Linked DNA regions of Sus scrofa: region 1 is linked to region 2. Evidence: chromatin contacts called from public Hi-C data. All regions are on one chromosome and are shown on one strand. Each heading gives the region's core, a stretch centred on a gene start, on an enhancer-like site or on the middle of the called end of the contact. The rest is flanking DNA. Distances are from core to core; before and after follow the strand shown. Region 1 overlaps ADRA1B (alpha-1B adrenergic receptor). Region 2 overlaps ADRA1B (alpha-1B adrenergic receptor).

Evidence for each region. Hi-C and Micro-C count contacts between places; a contact is called where the count stands out from the background.
Region 1: a Hi-C map of heart right ventricle shows a contact between it and region 2, with 3 times the contacts expected there. The contact joins two enhancer-like sites. A contact is called at or near these places in 2 of 47 Hi-C or Micro-C datasets (embryonic fibroblasts and heart right ventricle).

What each region holds. Positions count from the first base shown.
Region 1 is chr16:63,926,162-63,931,117 of Sscrofa11.1, reverse strand. The region is part of intron 1 of ADRA1B (alpha-1B adrenergic receptor); the gene reads left to right. All of the region lies in intron 1 of LOC110257290 (a long non-coding RNA gene), which reads right to left. Among named protein-coding and RNA genes, the nearest start is that of ADRA1B, 82 kb to the left of the region's middle. Within about 2 kb of position 3,192, at least 3 of the 83 cell types and tissues checked have an H3K27ac peak or open chromatin away from gene starts, as enhancers often do.
Region 2 is chr16:63,752,000-63,757,082 of Sscrofa11.1, reverse strand. The region is part of intron 4 of ADRA1B (alpha-1B adrenergic receptor); the gene reads left to right. Among named protein-coding and RNA genes, the nearest start is that of TTC1, 240 kb to the right of the region's middle. Within about 2 kb of position 1,367, at least 8 of the 83 cell types and tissues checked have an H3K27ac peak or open chromatin away from gene starts, as enhancers often do.

The sequences.
Region 1 (4,956 bases), core at 1,943-4,442, 170 kb before region 2:
ACGGCAACACCAGATCCTTAACCCACTGATCAAGGCCAGGGATTGAACCCGAGTCCTCATGCTGAGCCACAAATGGGAACTCCCCTAGCTCACTTTTTAAACTCTAATTTTCTTATAAAGAAACCTTATATCACTATTAATGGAAAAACCAGTATTGTTTTGTATAAATAAAAAGTATGCCTCAACACATTTATTATAAATGCATAGTTATTATATAAAAGTTTATTTCTAGGGAGTTCCCGTTGTGGCTCAGTGGGTTATGAACCTGACCGGTATCCATGAAGATGCAGGTTCGATCCTTGGCCTCCCTCACTGGGTTAAATGTTCCTGCACTGCTGTGAGTTGTGGGGTAGGCTGGCAGCTGACCCCTAGTCTGGGAACTTCCAGATGCTGCGGGGACAGCCCTAAAAGAAAAAAAAAAAGAAAGAAAAAAAATAAGTTTATTTCAATATAACTCAAACTTGATTTAGCTCCAGTGGTATTAAAATGATATTTTGAAGTACATTGCATTAAATGCCTATATATTTCTTGAGGTTCTGCCCTAAGTTGGTCTTTTCGATATACTTTCTATGGGCAAATTCATCAGCAGCACATCATCTCATTTTCCACATTGTTCAAATGGCAATTCTCTGACACCATCTGGATGTCCTATAATTATTTCAATTCCGACCCTAACTCCCTAGAGTTAGTTCAGACCCCATAAGTTAAGGACAAGGTCCTTTACAGGTTGCCCCCACTTCGGACACAAGCCATGAGTCTCAGGGATCACCCACACTTCTGGTCCCCTCGTATTTAATAATTAGCTGAAACAACTCACAAGACCCACTGAAAGTGCTACACTTAGGATTGTACTCTTATTATTAAGGATATAACTCAGGAGCAGCGAGATGCACAGGGCAAGATCTGAGGAGGGGGGAGGGGACACAGGGCTTCTCTGCTCTCTTCTCCTCGAATCCAGGCACATGACCCTCCTCCCATCACTGCAATGTGCTCACCAATCAGGAAGCTCCTCTGAGCCTTGGTGCCCAGAGTTTTTATTGGAGTTTTATTATATAGACAATATTGATTAAATCATGAACATGTGATTGAACTCAATCTCCAGCTCCCTTCCCTCACCTGGGGTTGGGCTGACCTAAGGTTCCAATCCTTTAATCATGTGGTGGGTCTTTCTGGTGACCAGCTCCCATTCTGAAGCTAACTAAACCCACTAAGAGTCATTTAATTAGCATAACAAACACACTCCTGTCACTTAGGTAATTCCATCTTTTTTCAAGCTTTGTGCCAGGCACTGGGGACAAAGACAAGATATATTTTTTTATTATGTCAGACACAGATATACATATGAATCACAAATTTATTAGCTCAGCTCATATCTCTCTTGTGAAATTGAGGGTCTTAGAAACAACTGCTACCTGGGTGTCTTTTTTAGGAGATACCATGGTACTTATGATCCATCAGTATCTAAAAATAAACACTTCTCCCCATCCCACCACCCTATCCCACAGATAAATGCTTTTTCCTGTATTTCCTCTTAGTAAACATCATTATATCACCATCCATCAAGCTGTACAAGTATGTAACTTGCTTTGACCAATTAATTTAAGCATAAGTAAAGTGAGAGTGTGCCAGTTCTGCACAGACACTTTGAGAAAATAAAAGGTTTTTGTCAGACCTCTTAAACTTTTGCCCATAAAGAGTAAGAACCAGGTAGTCATTGCTGTCTTAGCCTGAGTTTTAGAATAAAGACTCATTGAACATATTTAAATTTAAACCATAGATTGGAGATTATCCTAGTCTAGTTGAGCCAAGCCAATCCATAGGCAACCTACATTACCATAAACATGAAATAGAGACTTCTTTTTGTAAACCACTGAGATTGGAAGGGGCAGTATTTGTTACACAGCATTGTCACAGCAGAAATGTGACTAATACATTGGGTATCCATCTAATAACTTTGGTGGGGATAAAAAACTACATGGCTGTAGCTATTTCCCAGGATACAAAAATGCCCTCAATTTTTTTCTGGTGACACACTATTAAAGTCAGTGCCATGAACTCAGTGCTTTTTTCTACACACTATGAATCTTAGGATCCAGACATGGCAAGACAGGGCTCCCTAAAAGAATCTAACCTATTTATATTGGAAAATCTACCTTATATTCACAGATGTTTCTCCCACAGCTTGAGTTTTCATAAAGCAAACTAGATGTGGTGGTGTCAGTCACTTAAAGCATACAATTTTAGCTGTGTGGAACAATAAGTCTCTAATATAACCACAGGGGAGTTGCCACCACTTAAATGAGAAAAGCTGGTCTCCCAAGGCAGTGAAGCACATTGTTACCTGTCAGGGTATTGAGTTTCTCAGTGTGGGTTTTCTTTTGTTAGCCATTCGAAGCTATGCATTCAGCTACTGCTTATTTCATTTTGTGCTACCAATGCATGGTAAAATGGATGAAACTGTGTGAAAAAACCTCTTTAATTCCTAATCTCTTTCTCCACTACTAAAACTTTCTTATATTTTTTGTTTTAAATCAGAAATGGGTTTTAAGATTTATTCTGGAAATTTTCCATTTTGTAAATGGAAATAATAAAAATAAAATCTAAATTGTAAGGCTAAAAAAAAAAAAGGGAAGCAATCAAGGATAGTGGTTATGGTAAAACCCTATGAATTAGACTTCTTTGAATTAGACTTTGAATCCAGGTCCCATCAAAAATGGTGTAAAAATGACTTAAGTTCCTAGCCTCAGTTTCTTCATTTGTAAAGTGAGGATAATAAAAGTGCTCATCTCAGGATTATGACAAGTCAGTGAAATAATCTTTTGAGGCTTAGCACAGTGCCTAACAGACAACAAATAGCCAGTAAATGATAGAAATTATGATAGGGAGAATTTTGTTAGTGTAGTTTTTCTTAGGAAAGTAGCTGTTCATTATAGAAAGACAGGCTGTATCATGGCATTTGCTTTGACCTTTTTATTATTGGGGGAAAAAAAAAAACCTCAAGACCCAAATTGTGATTAATTTATACACTGTGTTTATGAACAGCTAAGCTTTCACTACTTCAGTTCTCTGAGAGGAATAAGGGTCGATGACACAGAAAATTTGGACTCACCACAAAATGAACACTTCTGGAACCTTCATTTAGTTGCAATCAAAATAGACTGGGCTCTCTGGTAATACACTGTGGGCAAGTTTCCAGGCAAACACAGAGTGCTCTTGGATCCCTCCACACATAGCACACTAGAGTGACAGCAACTGTGCTGTAGATCAGCCACGGTGAAATGTCTCTCCAGTGAATTTGCAAGGAAGATAAGAACATTCCAACAGCTGACGTGTTGCCCAAATGGCAGGTCACCTCACTCTCAGGTCTACTTTTTTCCTGACTGCAAAGAACACCAGGGTAGACAGCCTTGGGTTTATGAAAAATGTGATTGCTAAGGAAAGTTAATTCTTTACAGAAACTGCAAGTTGATAAGGGTTCAGATTGATAAGAATTTGTTATAAGACATATTTGACGTTTACCTTGAAAGATCCTGTGAAGTACATGTGTGTGTGCCAGTGTGTGTGTATGCATGCACATTGCTGGTACCTTTTGTTTGAAATGAGCAAGCAGTTATAAATTATATAAACCAGCCATTTGAAATAATGTCTAACATTCCTCCCCTGGAGAAAGAGAATATTTTCTCTCCCATCTAGGCATTCTGTTTCTGAGTCCATTTACTTTCTGTCAACCACTTCGGAATGCATTTAACTTAAAAGCGAAGCTAGGAAAATTTACAAATTTATTTTCTGTAATACAGAGCTTGGGACTTGTTCCCATTTGAAGTATGTGTGTGTGTGTGTATATATATACACACATCTATATATAGACAAACACATACATACAGTCTTGAGTTCACTCAGAAAATAAATAATTGCTATGTAATCCTAGAGCAAAGATTAATATGACTCACATGAAAAATTAATGAAGAATCACAGTAAAAATACACTTTATTTTCCTAGAAGAAAATGCAAGGCATTTTACCTCTCCAAGAAACAAAGAATATTATATATATGTATATATACGTATATATACCATTATTCAATAAATAAAAAAGAAAAAAATATACATATTAAGTATACCTTATGAGGGAGACAGTAAAGAAGAAAAGAAAACAAAAGATAAAGGGGAAGAAAGAGACATAGAGAGAAAGTATAAGTGAAAAATGAGATAGCTACACACTAACATAAATGCATAAACATAGTGCCAGACATTTTCAGAGGGTAGCATTGCTCTGTATTACTCTTTGAAGGCAGTTATTACCGTCTCTAACACTGGGCCCCAGTTCAGATGTTTGGTTTGTGGCTCATGCTCTGTAGCCTGATGAAATTTATTTAGTAAATGGTCAGACCCAGCCCATAGTTTAGGGTTTCTTCTGCTCTGCAGTAGAATCTGGTGGAGATGGATGATATTCTCTTTAATTGACTCACTGCGTGAGGCTGAGGGCCATTTGAATCCCTCTTGAGAGAGACAGTACCGAATGACAGGTGAGATTAAATTTTCTTTATACATAATCATATTGTTTTATTTGCTACAATAAGCAGGAAATAAAATGAAACAAACGAATCTCATACACACCCAGAAAGGCCATCCGAGAAGAACCTGTGAAAGGGACTAAGAAGGAATGTTTTGGGTAGAGGCAAGAGGAAATCCCTAAAGGGTGGTGTCCCAGATGCCAAAGGAATGGTTAACCTACATCTCCTGGAATTCTACTTAATTTTTTCCAGTAATTTTACTGAGGTATAATAAAAGGCATAGTAAAATGCACACATATTGAACACACAACTCCATGTCTTTTTATCAAGTATATACCCGTGTAATCACCACCAAGATAAAAATGTCGAAAAGTTTCATATCCCCAGAAAATAATCTCATGTCCCTTTCCAGTTAATATCCTTTTCCCCTGCACTCCTCAAAGT
Region 2 (5,083 bases), core at 118-2,617:
TTTTTAAATTACTTCTAATTATTCTATAAAGAGCATGGATGATAATAATAGCTATGTCTCATTTCCTCTGGATCCCACTCTTATTCTCTAATCTTGGCTGGTTACAAGTTTATCAGATATATTAGTCCTTGCAAATGTATGCTAGACTGAACATACATACAATCTCTGGAAATACTTCTACAGAAAAGACAGCTGAGGCTGATCCAACTTAACTTCTTTTAATGTGTTACCTCTCCCAAATAACAAATTCCAGTAAAGTGACTAGAAGTACTAGTTTCAGAGTCAGAGTTTGGTTTCTAAATCCGTTTGGACATTGAACAGTTATGTAGCCACAGGAGTTTCTTCCATGAGCCTGTTTCTTTCATCTAAAAATTGGGTATAAAAATAGTACCTGCCACCAGGGTTGGTGTGAGGATCCAATGAGATACTGCCTCTGAAAAGCATGCTTGTCAGATCATGCTCAATAAATATTAGCTACTACTACTATTATTACTATTAGCATTTTACTGTGATAAGATTTTAGTACACATATTTCTATAATTCTGAGAATAATAAGGGTAAAGATTTTTCGCCTCAGACACATTAAACTAATGCTGATTCTGAGTTCTGCAGAAGTGGAGATGCTGTCCTAATCATCTTTGTATTCTGAGCATCCAGTGTAGTGCATGGTAATTCGAATGAACAGCTAGGTAGATGAATAATAGGTGGATGGAAAGATGGACAAAGACAAATAGATGGGCGGGTGTTAAATAAATGAGTGTATTTCTGGTGGGTGGATACGGGGAGGGAGGACCTTAGGTGACTTGGTGTATCAAATCCTGGATGGGAAGGCAGGTGGTTGAGTGGTAGATGAATGATGGAATGGGTATTTGGGTGGGTGGGTGGATGGGAGGAAGAGTCTCAATGTCTTAGTGTGTAGAGAAGGCCAGGATGGATGGGAAGGCTGGTGATTGGGCAGGTGACTGGATAGATGGATGGATGGATGGATAACAGACAGACAGAAGGATGTTTTCTCCCCATCCATCACCACCGCCCTCTCTTCTTCAGTTCAGGGTCTCCAAGTAATGCATACAGACCCTGCCAGGGCGCTCCCCAAGGGGTTAGCATACTTGTTAAGCTACCCAGCTGCCCTACAGCACCGAGGACCTGGGGGGAGAGCAGTGGTGCTTTGACCCGCAGGACAGTGCAGCAGGGCGGGGATGGGGTCGCCTGCCCCCACCCTGCTGCGACCCAGCCGATCTTCTGCGCTGACGTTGGCGACGTTGGCGGCGGCGGCGGCCGCGGCGGCGGCGGCGCGGCTAGGCTCTCTGGGTCCTCGGTGAGTTATAACGCACATCTAGCGCCGCTGCTAAAAAAAGGGCTGTGACTCACCGCGGAAACTTCCACCAGTGCTGGCAGCATAGGGGTGGGGGTTGGTGGGCGGCAGCAGCGCCTGCAGCCAGGTGTGTCTCTAAAACACACTGACCTGGACCGTCGTGGCGTGGGAGTCAGGCGGAAGCCCAGGAGACCCCAGCTTCCACCCATCAGCCTGTCCGCAGCCTGGGTTCCACCGCTTTGAGCTCAGAGCCAGCCCTTTTGGGATAAATAACCTGGAGCGGCTGGTGGCAAATGGTTGGTAGCCCACACTTGGGGTGCCTAAGCGCTCTACTGATCTTAATTCACTTAACCCTCAGAACAGCCATTAAGCAAAGAGATGTGATTATCTCTCCTTGGCAGATCCAGATTCTAAGGCCAGAGAGAAAAAGGGACTTAGCAGAGGTGATACAGCTGGTACAACCAGGTCTCTCGGTTTATTCAGTAAAGTAATTTGTAAAATCATGAATTTTTTGTGTGTTAATTTTTTCTGTTAAAGTATAATTGATTTACAATGTTGTGCCAATTTCTGCTGTACAGCAAAGTGATAGTCATACACACACACACACACACACACACACACACACACACATATATACACATTCTTTTTCTCATATCATCATCCCCATCACATTACATCCCAAGAAATTAGACAATTGGACACAGTTCCTGTGCTACACAGTAATGTGACAGAGCTGATGCAACCATGTCTCTCAATATATTCAGTCAAATTATGGAACCCCTGCTCCGTGCCCAGGCCTTGGCTGATGACAAGGAGATGGAGGAGCATGGACCTTGAAGAATAGAGCTCATGAATGCTCTTTCTTTGTCATCTCCATAAGTGTTGACATGGGGGAACTCAATTCCATCCCTTTCCACCCCATGAATTCAAGAGAGTTTGAGCCCTACTCTTGTACAGAGCATAGTGGCACAGAGAGGACAGAGTGAGGGTTAAAAAGGTGACTATAGCAGCCTTAATTCATTCATCTGTTCATCCACCAAGTAGTTATTAAACACCCACTCTGTGCCAGTGTAACCCTGACTGGCTCCTACCCTTGCGGAGCTCAACCTGTGGGTAAGATAGGAGAACAGGTGTGAGAAGGGCTCCATCAGGTGCTAGAGGGACATGACACAGAGAGGGTACACCCAGGCTAAGCCAGGCATTAAGGAAGCTTTCCTGATGGAAACAATCTTGTTATCAAGGCTTGGAGGATAATTGGAAGTCAGGCATGTGGATATGACGTGGGAAGAGAGTTTCAGTCAGAGAGGATGTCAAGTGCCTAAGTCCAGAAATGTGAGCCATTGTGCTGTGTTTGAAGAACTGAAAAGCATTCAGTGTACCTGCAACAATGAGGGCAAAGGAGCAAGAGCAGTGAGTAACCAGAGGTAGGAGCCAGGTGGGGAAGGAAAATTTGCTATGGTTTTGGGACTAAGCCAGAGGGCAAACAAGCTAACAACCCAGCACACAGCCAGCTGCATTTACCAGGAGCAGAGCCATATCAGTTCTATTTGTGCCAAAGAGGGCATAACAAATGTCATGCTGATGAGAAAGGGACACTATGGAAGGCTTCATGGAGGAGGAGGCATTTAGGCTGTTCCCGGTTAATAGACTTTCTGTTGAAAGGGAAATGAGAGAGCAATAGAAACCATCTTGGAAGCAGCATGGATGGCATAGACCTCATCCAGCTCTTTATGGACCCTCTAGAAAGGCCAGGGAGATGTTCACAGGACCAGGACTAATATAGCATGATTCTTCTAGGTCCTGAATATATATGTGGGGGTCTAGGGTGTGGATGAAGTAGCTCACAATGACACTGTGAACACAGCAGACACAGCCCTCTCCTTAAGAGATTGCTATTCATTGGTGCTGGTGACTGGAAGACAATCACTTCTCTTGAATGGTATGTATGGAGCACTTACTACATGGCAGGTGCTATGATAGGCATTAGAAAGGCAGTGGAGAACAAAAACAGACATGAGTCCTAACCACATGGAGACTGATTCAGTAAGGGAAAATATTAACCAAATACAAGTCCCAAATAAATAAATAAGACCTAGGCACAGGTATGTGGTGCTAGGAAAAGGCAGAAGAGGATGGCTATATTTGGGAGAGCCCAGACAAGACTCTTAATGGTGTTACCATTGAACCAGGGTCTGGAGGATAAGTAGGTTACAAGACAGAGATGGGAAGGAAGAGTGTTCCCTGCAGAGGGACCAATGTGTACAAACCTCTCTCGGGGGAAGAAGGTCAGGGTGACTGGGGTGGAGAATGGGGAGGGAGCTTGGGACACCATGAGACTGGTCAGCAGGGCCTTGTAACTACCCTAACGACTAGGAGGTGTATCCTAGGAACAGTGGCGATCGTTGAAATGTGTATAACCTGGGCAAAGTTGTGGACGAAACACCCCAAGTGCTCTGGATATGGAGAGAGCCAGAGAGGAAACAGAGATGCGCCATTTATTGACCTCATCCTTTATTCATCTGACTTCACTTCACTTCAACAATAACTCTGCAAAGTTCTGATCTCTGCCAATGTCATGAAGAGAAACCCAACGCTTGAAGAAGTTATGTCCTCAGCTTGTTAAGTGGAAGATTCAAACAACAATCACTACAATCTCCGATCTTTCTAATGGGGATGAAATTGGCTTCCCAGAAGATTGCACCAGAAGTTAGTAAAATAGGACTTGGATAACCATAAAGAAGTTAAAGAGGCTTTTTCCCTTAAGGGCAAGCCATCAGCAATAAAGAAATGAGACTGAGAATGGCCCAAAAGAAAAATAGTACAGGAACTGCCTACATAGAACATAATGCAGGGGGAAAAAAAAGGGCTGGAAGGAAAGATACAGAGTTTGCTCTCAGAAGCTTATCTCTAAGGGTTATGGATAATGCTTATTGTTTAATTTGCTTAACTGCTTTTTCTTAATTTTCCATGATGAATAGATGTTTCTTATATAAGTAGGGGAAACACTAGCAGTTACAGATTCAGGGGATCATATAAGCTTTTTCAGTTCTCACAGGCAGTATCTATATTGTGATTGTTTTTTCACCTTCGTATGGAGCCCAGTGTGATGCCCAGCGCATAGTAGGTGCTCAATAAATAAGTTAATGGATGCCCGGCGCATAGCAGGTGCTCAATAAATAAGTTAATGGATGAAGTAGTTGGAGATAAGAATTAAGGATGGAAGAAGGATGGCTTTTTTTTCCTGAAACAATTTTCTGGTCTTCATATCAAGAATCACTTAGCCTTGAAACAAACCAATGAAACTGTTAATTTACCTGCAGTCACCTTCATAGCAGAGTGACCATACCTTCACCTATGCCAGCCATACCCAACAAATGCCTCAGCGAGTTTTAGTTGAGCTCTTTCAAAGTGTTCAGCCACGCACAGGGTCTGTGAGGGAATAGATACAGAGCAGTATAAACCAGAGCCCCTTGCCAGAGCAAATATTTTGGTGCTGAATGATTTGGCTGCATCTAAGCAAGCGAGACCTGAGAACACTCACTCGCAAGGCTGTCTCTCTTAACCAAATGGCACCCCATACTATGATGTTATAATATTAGGTTCTTAATCATGGAAACACTGGCATCTGTTTCGGCAGAAGCTCCCTCCCAGATGGCGCGTCCTACTGTTTTTGTCGTCTGGAACAGTGTGAGGTTTCTTAAATGGCTTTAAGCTTCCAAGTCTCTTCCACACAATGGCAGCCTGTTAATTAAGTGGTCCCTTTGTGAT